Regions from separate parts of the Mus musculus genome. Here region 1 is linked to region 2. Evidence: chromatin contacts called from public HiCAR-type data. All regions are on one chromosome and are shown on one strand. The core of a region is the stretch at or near the end of the contact, and the rest is flanking DNA. Distances in the headings are between cores, read along the strand shown. Region 1 has its middle 39 kb from the start of Gm6614. Region 2 overlaps Slco1c1 (solute carrier organic anion transporter family, member 1c1).

What was found. HiCAR-type assays count read pairs that join an accessible place to other places.
Region 1: a HiCAR-type map of astrocytes shows a contact between it and region 2, with 2.9 times the contacts expected there. The contact joins two enhancer-like sites. A contact is called at or near these places in 3 of 484 Hi-C or Micro-C datasets (cerebral cortex, cortical neurons and uterus) and 1 of 115 datasets of contacts at active chromatin or transcription factors (astrocytes).

Annotation. Positions count from the first base shown.
Region 1 is chr6:142,044,465-142,050,259 of GRCm38.p6, forward strand. No RefSeq gene overlaps it. Among named protein-coding and RNA genes, the nearest start is that of Gm6614, 39 kb to the left of the region's middle. Within about 2 kb of position 1,342, at least 2 of the 459 cell types and tissues checked have an H3K27ac peak or open chromatin away from gene starts, as enhancers often do. A contact at or near this core is called in astrocytes, where this site is marked.
Region 2 is chr6:141,567,071-141,572,653 of GRCm38.p6, forward strand. It overlaps Slco1c1 (solute carrier organic anion transporter family, member 1c1), which reads left to right. Exons shown (of 15, transcript NM_021471.3): 14 at 384-501; 15 at 2,236-3,107. The coding sequence ends at 2,458. Among named protein-coding and RNA genes, the nearest start is that of Slco1c1, 46 kb to the left of the region's middle. Within about 2 kb of position 1,726, at least 18 of the 459 cell types and tissues checked have an H3K27ac peak or open chromatin away from gene starts, as enhancers often do. A contact at or near this core is called in astrocytes, where this site is marked.

The sequences.
Region 1 (5,795 bases), core at 92-2,591, 480 kb after region 2:
AAATATTAAATTCAGTGCTTTATTTCTCGGTCTAACCTTAAAATTATAGCAATAATAAATTAATTATTTTAATATTTTTTAGGTTTATTTATTTTTATTTCGTGTATATAGTATTTTTGCCTGCCCACAACATGTGTGTAGTGCACATGGAAGCCAGAAAAGGGTGTCAGGTTCCCTGTAAATGGATTTACAGATGGTTGTAAATAGCCATGTCAGTACTGGGAATTGAATCCACCCCCTCTGCAAGAGCAGCCACTGTTCATAACTGCTGAGGTGTAGCTCTAACTCCTTAAGCAAAATCAGATCCCTAGGTGAAACAATTATTTGATAAAATGTATTGTGTAGCATTACATTTTAAAAGCTGTTCTATAAATCTCAAATATTTACAAGTTCAAGATGGACAAATTCCCGTCATGGAGACAGGAGGTAGACACAAAACCCCATTCCTAGCTAAAAAGCTTTCTGCAGTTAATAGCTATTGGGAGAGGGAGAGTAGGGTTTTTTTTAGCAGTATGACGCATGATGGGCTTCAGACGGTCTGGAGAAGGCCACTCCAAGAGCATACAGACAGCACAAGCTATAGTTGATGAGTTGTACAAAATGAAGAAGGCCCAAATTTGGGTGAGTAACAAAGTAGGCATGGGTCAAAATGGTGAATATGGTCAAAATTTATTGTGTAAGGAAAAAAAAATAATAACTATTGGTACTTGGACTCTGATTGAATGTTTTTTAAATGTTTCCAGGTATTCTGAATACAGTGCCAATGATTGGTCCAATCATTGGCTTTATCATACAAACACATGTTGCTCAGATGTATATAGACACTGGGTATATAGACCTAAGCAAACAGAATCACATAAGAGACCAGGAGAATGTCTCTCAAATACCAGCCACCACACCTCAGAGTTACTGGTTTAACTACTTTTTTAATGGTCCTTTGATTGCTCTGTTTTAGAAATTGTAAGAGAAGAGAATGGACCCATATATGTAACAAAGCAACATTTATTATTTGCCTATGCCATGCTCCAAGTCAGTATAAAGTAGGGCATTTGGAACAATCTTACTGTAGGTGACTATATCAAAAGTAACCTGGTCATACAGTCAAATTAGTTGCACATTCACTTTCTGGTGAACTAGATTGAAAATGTGTGAGTTGCAGATTGAAGCTTCTGGAAGGTGCTGTGGAACTATGGGAGTGAAGAATGGCTGGAGGAGCTTGAACCACGGAGGGCCAATTCCATTTGATGCTTTCCTGCCATACCCACTCCAGTGGAAACTGTGTGACAAACCCAAAAGCTTGAATGCATTCCTGAGGCAAAAAGTTTCATGGAAACTAGTCTCCGGGAGCCTTGGCATCCCTTAGCACGAGTGCTCCAAACTTGTTCTTGCATCAGTCAATGAATGGTTCTGTGTGCTTTCTTTCAGTATTGTTTTATTATAAGTGCCTCCAAGGAATGATTTGACAAATACCTAACTTAGATTGAACTTTGCTTCCTGGCCTTCACAAAATGTCCTAGGTAGCCCTTGAGCCAACCCTGGGCTTGGAATTTTGTAAGAATGTTACTAATTCAGATGAAATGCCTCAAGTGTTGATAGTTAGAAAACAGGCATTGCAGTTTGTGGGATAGAAGCTAGAAAACTCAGAGCTAGTTCAAAACAGTAAAGTTAGAATTCTCATTATAGACATGAATGGCAGCCTACATTACATAATAGTAGAAAGAAGGTAGGTTGTGGTTTAAGGAGGAAGTGGAGCATTGCATTATTCATGAAAAAGTTAGTAGAACAGAAATTCCCTTGTGCATGTTTTTCACTAGGCCCAAAGGAATAGCATAATTAGGTATTTACTTAGGGACCTGGTGGTGGGTTAGACAATAGACTAGAATTGCACCTGGACATATTAGCCCTTTCACCTGGCTCATGTGAATAGCTGATTTTAGATAGGGCTGATCTTATCTCAGTTATAAACACTGCCTGGTTCCTGCTAACTTTTATGCATTTTCTTTGTTTTGTGTAAAGAGCCATTGTGCATCTCAATGTACCTTGGCTGATGTATTGTCTAACTTCCTTGTTTTTCTTCTGTGTTATAAGTCTAATGCTTGCTTTTGAGATATTACATTCAGATACAGCACTCCCTTGTCTGTTTGTCATTTTTCACCGATTCATTGCCTACCTGAGAACCAGGATCCTGATTCTCCTTCAGGTTGACAGACTGACTGAGTACAGTCCACGGCACTTTCCCTGGTCTTAACAGAACATTTGGCATAGGGTCCCCTTCAATTAGAGGATGAGGAAATGCATCCCCATAACTGTTCTTGTCTCTTAAAGCATCCCTTTCTTCATCCTTTAGAGAAACTCTCCAACATGTGGAAACTATCTCAAGTTCAAATCTGTCCCATAAATTCCACGTCTATCCTCATAACATCACTTACCATTCCCCCAAAGTCAGTAAAAGTTAGACCTGCCTTTAGCTTATGTTTGTAGACACTCACCCTAGAGATTACATTTCTTCATTCTGCAACTTCAAGACCTTCAAGATCGGTCTATCGTCAAATCCTTCCTGATTATCTTCAACCCTCTATTTCCACAAAGCACTCTCCATGCTCTGCAACACACACACACACACACACACACACACACACACACACACACACACACACACACACACACATATGAATGATATTATCAGGTCCTCAACTCACTTTGCATCTTGTTTTATATTTTGATATTTCTCTTAATCATCAAGTATCTTGGAAAAAATCTGACTTTGGATGATATCTCATTTATTACCTCCCATGTACTCTCAGCTGTAATCTCATCGAACTTGCTCATGAAACAGGATCACCTTATTTTTTTTAACTATTTATTCACTTTTCTATTTTTAAATATCCAAAATAAACAGCTAGAATTCAACATGGTAAATACTAGGCTCCCAGTCTCACCTGCAAAGCTTACATTGTTTCGCACACTCTTTTAACAAATAGCTGAACCTTAATTATGTTATTGGCTCAATCATCACATAACTGTCTTTCCCATTATCCTGACTCCTGCCTCAGCCCCATTCATTCATTATGTTTCCAGAATAATCTTTCTTTTAAAAATCTGATTCATGCTTGCTTCATTCTTATAGCTACATAAGACCAGGCTTTGGTGTGGCAGCCAGGCTCTTCAGAACTAGACACGTGGTTCTTTGCGATAATCTTTGTTTGTTTGTTTGTTTGTTTGTTTGTTTGTTTGTTTTATAATTTGACTCTCTTCTTTCCCACTTTTCTGTCTCTGATACTAGTCTCTGTAGTCCACATTACTACTGGTTGTGGGACTCTAAAAAGATCCTTTCATCTCACAGTCCTGAATCTTCTAGTGTAGAGTTCGGTTTCTCTTTCCATTAGCATATTTCCAAGACATAGGCCCTCTAAAATGCTTCAATTCACTGACTCCATGCTGGGTCAGGGTTCATACAATGCATGATAATCTCTTTAGAAATTACAGAAAGAAACCTGTCTAAATATATAAATGACTAGTGTGAAACCAAATCCAATTTTCTATCTCATCAGGACTCTATGGCTTCAAAAGACACAAACTTCCAAGTGTTTTCAATACAAACCCTTAATCAAATCATTTCTTCTCCTTCATTTCCATGTTCATCCTTGTTTTCAAAACTCATACAGAGCCAGAAAAGATGTTTTTAGATGATAGTTAGAAAATTATTTACTATATTTGGAAATAATTATCTGTAGTACATTAAAAATTATGGGAACTAGATTGCTGCAAATGAGTGTGCAGATCTGCTTACATCCCCTCTTATTCAGCAATGGATTCAAAAGATTGTATGTGCTTTTTCCTCCTTGGTTTACTGTTGATGCACTAAAAGTGAGACTGTTTTCTTTTCTTTTTTTTTTCCCCCATTGGCAGTGTAATTTTTTTTTTCATTTTTTATTAGGCATTTAGCTCATTTACATTTCCAATGCTATACCAAAAGTCCCCCATACTCACCCCCCCCACTCCCCTACCTACCCACTCCTCCCCTTTGGCCCTGGCGTTCCCCTGTACTGGGGCATATAAAGTTTGCAAGTCCAATGGGCCTCTCTTTGCAGTGATGGCCGACGAGGCCATCTTTTGATACATATGCAGCTAGAGACAAGAGCTCCGGGGTACTGCTTAGTTCATATTGTTGTTCCACCTATAGGGTTGCAGTTCCCTTTAGTTCCTTGGGTGCTTTCTCTAGTTCCTCCATTGGGGGCCCTGTGGTCCATTCAATAGCTGACTGTGAGCATCCACTTCTGAGTTTGCTAGGCGCTGGCATAGTCTCACAAGAGACAGCTATATCTGGGTCCTTTCAGCAAAATCTTGCTAGTGTATGCAATGGTGTCAGCGTTTGGAAGCTGATCATGGGATGGATCTCTGGATATGGCAATCACTAGATGGTCCATCCTTTCATCACACTTCCAAATTGTGTCTCTGTAACTCCTTCCATGGGTGTTTTGTTTCCTATTCTAAGAAGGGGCAAAATGTCCACACTTTGGTCTTCGTTCTCTTGAGTTTAATGTTTTTAGCAAATTATATCTTATATCTTGGGTATCCTAAGTTTCTGGGCTAATATCCACTTATCAGTGAGTATATATTGTGAGAGTTCCTTTGTGATTGGGTTACCTCACTCAGGATGATGCCCTCCAGGTCCATCCATTTGCCTAGGAATTTCATAAATTCATTGTTTTTAATGGCTGAGTAGTACTCCATCCTCCCCAGCATCTGCTGTCACCTGAATTTTTCATCTTAGCCATTCTGACTGGTGTGAGGTGGAATCTCAGGGTTGTTTTGATTTGCATTTCCCTGATAATTAAGGATGTTGAACATTTTTTCAGGTGCTTCTCAGCCATTCGGTATTCCTCAGGTGAGAAATCTTTGTTCAGTTCTGAGCCCCATTTTTTAATGGGGTTATTTGATTTTATGGAGTCTACCTTCTTGAGTTCTTTTTATATATTGGATATTAGTCCCCTGTCCGATTTGGGATAGGTAAAGATCTGTTGGTGTTTTTTTTGTCTTATTGACACTGTCTTTTGCCTTGCAGAAGCTTTGCAATTTTATGAGGTCCCATTTATCGATTCTCGATCTTACAGCACAAGCCATTGCTGTTCTATTCAGGAATTTTTCCCCTGTACCCATATCTTCGAGGCTTTTCCCTACTTTCTCCTCTATAAGTTTCAGTGTCTCTGGTTTTATGTGGAGTTCCTTAATCCACTTAGATTTGACCTTAGTACAAGGAGATAGGAATGGATCAATTTGCAATCTTCTACATGATAACAGCCAGTTGTGCCAGCACCATTTGTTGAAAATGCTGTCATTTTTCCACTGGATGGTTTTATCTCACTTGTCAAAGATCAAGTGACCATAGGTGTGTGGGTTCATCTCTGGGTCTTCAATTCTATTCCATTGGTCTACTTGTCTGTCGCTATGCAGACCAGTACCATGCAGTTTTTATCACAATTGCTCTGTAGTACAGCTTTAGGTCAGGCATGGTGATGACACTGTTTTCATAATTTTCTTTTCAGGCAGTTCTTTGGTAGTTTAGAAAACAGATTTTTGCTGTAATTTTTTTTACCCAACAATTCCACAACAAAAAATTAGATCACAACTACTATATTCAAGGCTAATTTTATCTCTTGTCCTAGTGTCAGTGCCAGGGTAATGCTGGCTATGTTGAGTCTGGGAGTGTCTCCTCATGGGTACATAGAACAATTGTGAGGAAGACTAGAGTTAGGTCTTGTCTGAGTGCTAGGCAGAGTACTCCAGCGAACCTC
Region 2 (5,583 bases), core at 476-2,975:
CACACACCCTCCTTCAGATTTACATCAGAGCAGAAGCAGAGAGAGGAGGATATATACCTAAGGAAGAGATTTTATGGCTTGGGTTTTAAAATGAGAAGGGCTCAGAGGTGGCATCCAGGTTCATTGCCTTGGCCACTTGGTGAGGGAGAAGTTGTGTTCACATTGAGTGTGAATTTCCAGGAGACATGCATCTAGACCTAAACCACTGACAGTTACTGCATGGGTCCTGAGCTTGTGACCAAACTCTGAGCCATAGAAAGAGGTCTCAGTGAAGAATTGTGGGTTTTCACTACCTAATCAGTGATTCCTGAGCTCAAGGTAAGTGGTTCTGGGTCACTTCTTATGGCCAAAAACTTAGAAGCGATCATTTATGTTTCTTACAGCAGGAATCCCAGCCCCTGTGTACTTTGGTGTTTTGATTGACACTTCATGCCTCAAATGGGGATTTAAGAAATGTGGAAGCAGAGGCTCCTGCAGGCTGTATGACTCCCACGCTTTCAGGTACAGTGCCAAGCACACTCATGTAGCTCTGTGCTCCTACAGCTCATTTTCTGCCACATCCTGAAGCTTAAAATTCCCTGTGTACTTTCCATGTTTATGAGGTAAATCAACCAAAAAACTGTGAACAATTCTATTTTACATGAAAAAATATTGCCAAGTGTTGACATTGAATTTCATTTTGAATTCATCATTATTTTATTTTGTTCTGACTTTTTAAAGTTAGCACAGTTAGCAATGCGTTTCATGAATGTATTTTATTATGGCACTTTCACATATATGTATCATTATACTTTGAATTTCTCCCTGCCCCAAGTAATCATTTTTTAAAAATGATGAAAATGAGCAGGAAAAAATGGCTCACACCTGTAATCCCAGAATTCAGGGGACTAAAAGAGAATTAGTTAATGCTTAATTGAAGTCAGCCTCGGCTATATAATATGTTCTAGGCTAAACTGAGGCTGCAGAGTGAGCAACCCTGGCTCATAACACACACACACACACACACACACACACACACACACACACACACGAGCATACATATATAATAAATGATTTTTAAAAAATCCTAGAATACAGGTTTGAAAATGTGTGCACACAAATGGCAAAATATTTCCTGAAACTCAGATGCATTTAAATTTAGGTCACATTCTGGGTTTATTTAATTCTATTCTTTTTTAAACTGAGCCAAACTGTACCATTTGCGTCAGCGCTAATCCCCTGGGCAAGATCTGGATTTGGCTCTCAATCCATCCGGCTCTTATTGCCAAGCTGATGTTCAATTATCCCAGTACTTGAAATGCACAAAAGTAAAAAGCTTTCTCTGTGTGGGTGAGCGTGTCTGAGGTGGAGAGCACGGTTTTCTCACTACGGTATCATTCAGTTCCGTTCATCAAACCTTTATCTCCCCACTGCTTAAAGCCATACTCCAGTGGCTTAAAAGCAGGACTTCTTTTATTCAAAGACTTACACGCTGAATACTTTGTTTCAGAGGGGGAAAAAAAAAAACCTCCAAAAACCAAAAGAAAAAAAAAAATCCGAGAGTCTTGAGCCTGTAAGTTGCATGTGAATTAGGCAGACCATCTCAAATAAGATCGATTTAATAGGCTTTGATATTATGTGTGAAGGATGTTTGGTCCAAGGCCAGGGCCAGTTCTGGGAGTGACATTTGGTTTCTGCTCTCATTTGGTAAGGCTAAGTGCTCACTGCAGTGTGGACATTGTGTGATGCAGAGACCGTATGTAAGAGGGGAAGCTGAACACTAAGTTCTTTATCAGGCCTTTCTGTCCCACTAACAACCCTGACCCCTTCTTTGAATTGCTTACCACAGCTTTTCCTTGGAGTGTATTGAAGAAATATTTGAGACAGGGTCACCACATGACTTAGTCAAACCTTGACACCTTTGAAAGTGAAAGAGGCTCTTTTAAAATTATTACTTGGGACAGCAATGGGCTAAATAGGACTGCCTCAGCAAGCAGGAAGATGGCTATCCAACTTCAGGGAATCTTTAAAGAGGAAGTGGGAACTATTATATCATTTGCAGTAACCAGGAATGACAATACAACTAAGAAGTTGCCTCTGCTGGCAGGAGGTCACCAGCATTCATAGCCACCAGGCCATTAAGTCTGTGTCTCTCAGCAATCAACCTCACACTGTTAGAACCTTCATGTTTTGTTTTGCTTTGCTTTCAAGTTGAGTGGCTGCAATAATTATAACCGAGACTCTCTCCTCTTTTAGACACATATACCTGGGATTAACCACGCTCCTGGGCACGGTGTCTGTCTTCCTAAGCATGGCTGTACTTTTTGTTTTAAAGAAAAAATATGTCTCGAAACACAGCAGCTTAATAACCACAAGAGAAAAAATAGGGATGTCTTCAAGCATCAAAAAGGAGACATGCGCTGCAAGGGATCGTGGATTGCAGCCCAAGTACTGGCCAGGCAAGGAGACACGACTTTAAAAAAAAATCATGGAAACAAACAAATATGGGGTCATTTTATCCAATACATGTAAATGAATAAAAGCATAATCAAAAGGGCTTCAATGTGCAATTCCTTTCTGCTTCCAAAGGTATGCCTGCTTTGCTTTTGACTCTAAGCATAACATGACAAACCTCTAAGGATGTAATTAAATTTATTTTAAAACTTTTAAACTTGTACATTCCTTTTAATTATTTTCTTATTTCTGCTTCATGCTATATTGTCTCCATTGATATGTGATATGTGTTCCTGGGGATGGCTGTCTATTATGTTTGATTATGACATGTCATCTGTACATTGTGTCACTTGACCAGAATCTACTTTGAGTATTTCCTAAGGAGATCTTTCAGATTTAGCTCCTCCTTGAACTGATACAGAAAAAAAACATTCATGATGGGGTTGTCTTCTGAGACAATTTCTGTTCATTAGTTTACATATAATAAGATGTAATTTTATAATTTACATAAATTCATTGTGATTTTGGAAGTATCCATGGTTACACTGCAATTCATGTCACCATGTCACCATACTTTATTGCTTACGAATTCAGTGAATCAAAATATTTTTAAACAAACACTTCCCAAATTTCCATGAATTAGGTAACTCTGTACTTAGACATAAATTGTATTCACAAAATATATTTGTTTTGTTTTGCTTTTTCGAGACAGGGTTTCTCTGTGTAGCCCTGGGTGTCCTGGAACTCACTCTATAGACCAGACTGCCTTAAACTCAGAGATCCGCCTGCCTCTGCCTCCTAAGTGCTGGGATTAAAGGCATGTGCCACCACTGCCTGGTCATAAAAATATTTAAAAGTTAAGTTTCTGGGGATGGGGGGACCTGAGTGGACTTGCATGTCAACTTGATCAGAAAGCATTGTATGAAATTCCCAAATAATCCATAAAAACATAATGTTGGAAAAGATATAGTAACATAGATATTACAAATTGTACTATGTGGTACTATGCATTTCTGCACTGTGTGTCTGTAGTATAAGATATTTATGTACACTATACATGTACTATGTAGCTGATATGTACTTTATGCATAAAACAGTCAGAGACTTTGACCCTGTAGAGAGAGTAGGCTCTAGATGTCATTTGTCCTGGTTAGTTCTTTCTCCACTTGACACAAGATAGCCTCATTTGGGAAGAGGGACTCTCAGTTGAGGCAGTTTCTCCACAGTGTTGGCCTATAGGCACGTCTTGATTAATGATTGACGTGGAAAAGTCCATCCCACCTGAGCAGATAGTCCTGAGTTATATTAGAAGGCAGGCTAAGCAAGCCATAAGGAACAAGGCAGTAAACAGCACTCCTCCATGCCTTCTAATGTTCCTGTGTCCGGGTTCCTGCTTGGAGTTTCCACCTTAAATTTCCTCAGTGATAGAGTGTGGCCTGGGAGCTATAAAGTAAAATAAACTCTTTCCTCATTAAAAGTTAAGTTTTTTTAAATTTATTTTTTTAATTAGGTATTTTCTTCATTTACATTTCAAATGCTATCCCCAAAGTCCCCCAGACCCTCCCCCCACCACTCTCCTACCCACCCACTCCCACTTCTTGTCCTGGCGTTCCCCTGTACTGAGGCATATAAAGTTTGCAAGATCAAGGGGCCTCTCTTCCCAGTGATGGCCGACTAGGCCATCTTCTGATACATATGCAGCTAGAGGCACGAGCTCTGGGAGTACTGGTTAGTTCATATTGTTGTTCCACCTATAGGGTTGCAGACCCCTTTAGCTCCTTGGATATTTTCTCTAGCTCCTCCATTGGGGGCCCCGTGTTCCATCCTATAGATGACTGTGAGCATCCACTTCTGTATTTGCCAGGCACCGGCATAGCCTCACAAGAGACAGCTACATCTGGGTCCTTTCAGCAAAATCTTGCTGGTGTATGCAATGGTGTCAGCATTTGGAGGCTGATTATGGGATGGATCCCCAGGTATGGCAGTCTCTAGATGATCCATCCTTTCGTCTCAGCTCCAAACTTTGTCTCTGTAACTCCTTGCATGGGTGTTTTGTTCCCAATTCTAAGAAGGGGCAAAGTTTTTGAAAATGAATAATAACTTCCGTGGTTGTTACACCTGGAAAGTGAATGGATTAAATAGTATTAAGGATGTGCTATCATAGATGCCTACCTGCCGCTTAGCAGACAAGTTAGAAGGATACCACCAGGTAGCCCTCCATTTCTCTGTACTGGAAACCTTCTGTTCAGGCATCCATTTTCCTGGGTACTGGTGCTCCTCTGACTGCAGTTAGTGGGTTTGGCAGTCCACTCTCTAATCTTCAAGTTGCAACTACTGTTTTCCTTTCTTCACCGTTGGTTTAAACACAGGTCTGATCCCTCTAAGACATGCACAGATAAACCAGAGAATCCTGTAAAGAGGCATCATAGCCAGGAGCTTATAGTCTAAGGAAATCAGCCTTCTGTAGGTCCTGTACAGTCCAAAGACAAGGTGGTGGGCTAAGAAAGTAAGACGTGTCATCTCAGTGTGAGACAGTGGGATGCTTTGGATGAAATTGAGGAGGACACTTACATAGCAATGACTTTCTCAAAGCCAGCACGGTGAAGCCATCACTCTCACACATCAGCCACACTACAACCTGATTCATCTGCACTGTTTCATGATACCAGAATCCCGGTTTAATAAAGGGTAGCAAAGCTGAGAGAGGTTACATAAATCTCTCAGCAATGGCGAAAGCACAGTGAAAATGAAGTTCATTTCTACATAAAATCGTCTTCCACCTCCCCAGCCTGACCTGATACGCAACTCGAAAGAACCTTTAGAATAAACAGGAAGCATGAACAGGACACGCCCAAGGAGTCCGGGTGATTGAAATCCCTCATAGATTAGAAGTGCAACAGGAAGGTGCCAGGTAAAAGCATGGCGGCTCTACTCACTGTCATAAGGATCAAACCTACGGCTCTCGGCTGCCTTCCATTCTTTCTTTAGGTATCAGTTCTGCAAAGATGAAGGGGGAAATATGGGAAGACAGAGAATGAGGGAAAGACATGTCCTTTAAAAACACAGCAATGATGGTTCTGGAGAGGCGTCCAGCAATTACAGGCACCTGATGCTCTTCAAGGGGCCAGGTGTGCTTTCCAGTCCTCATAG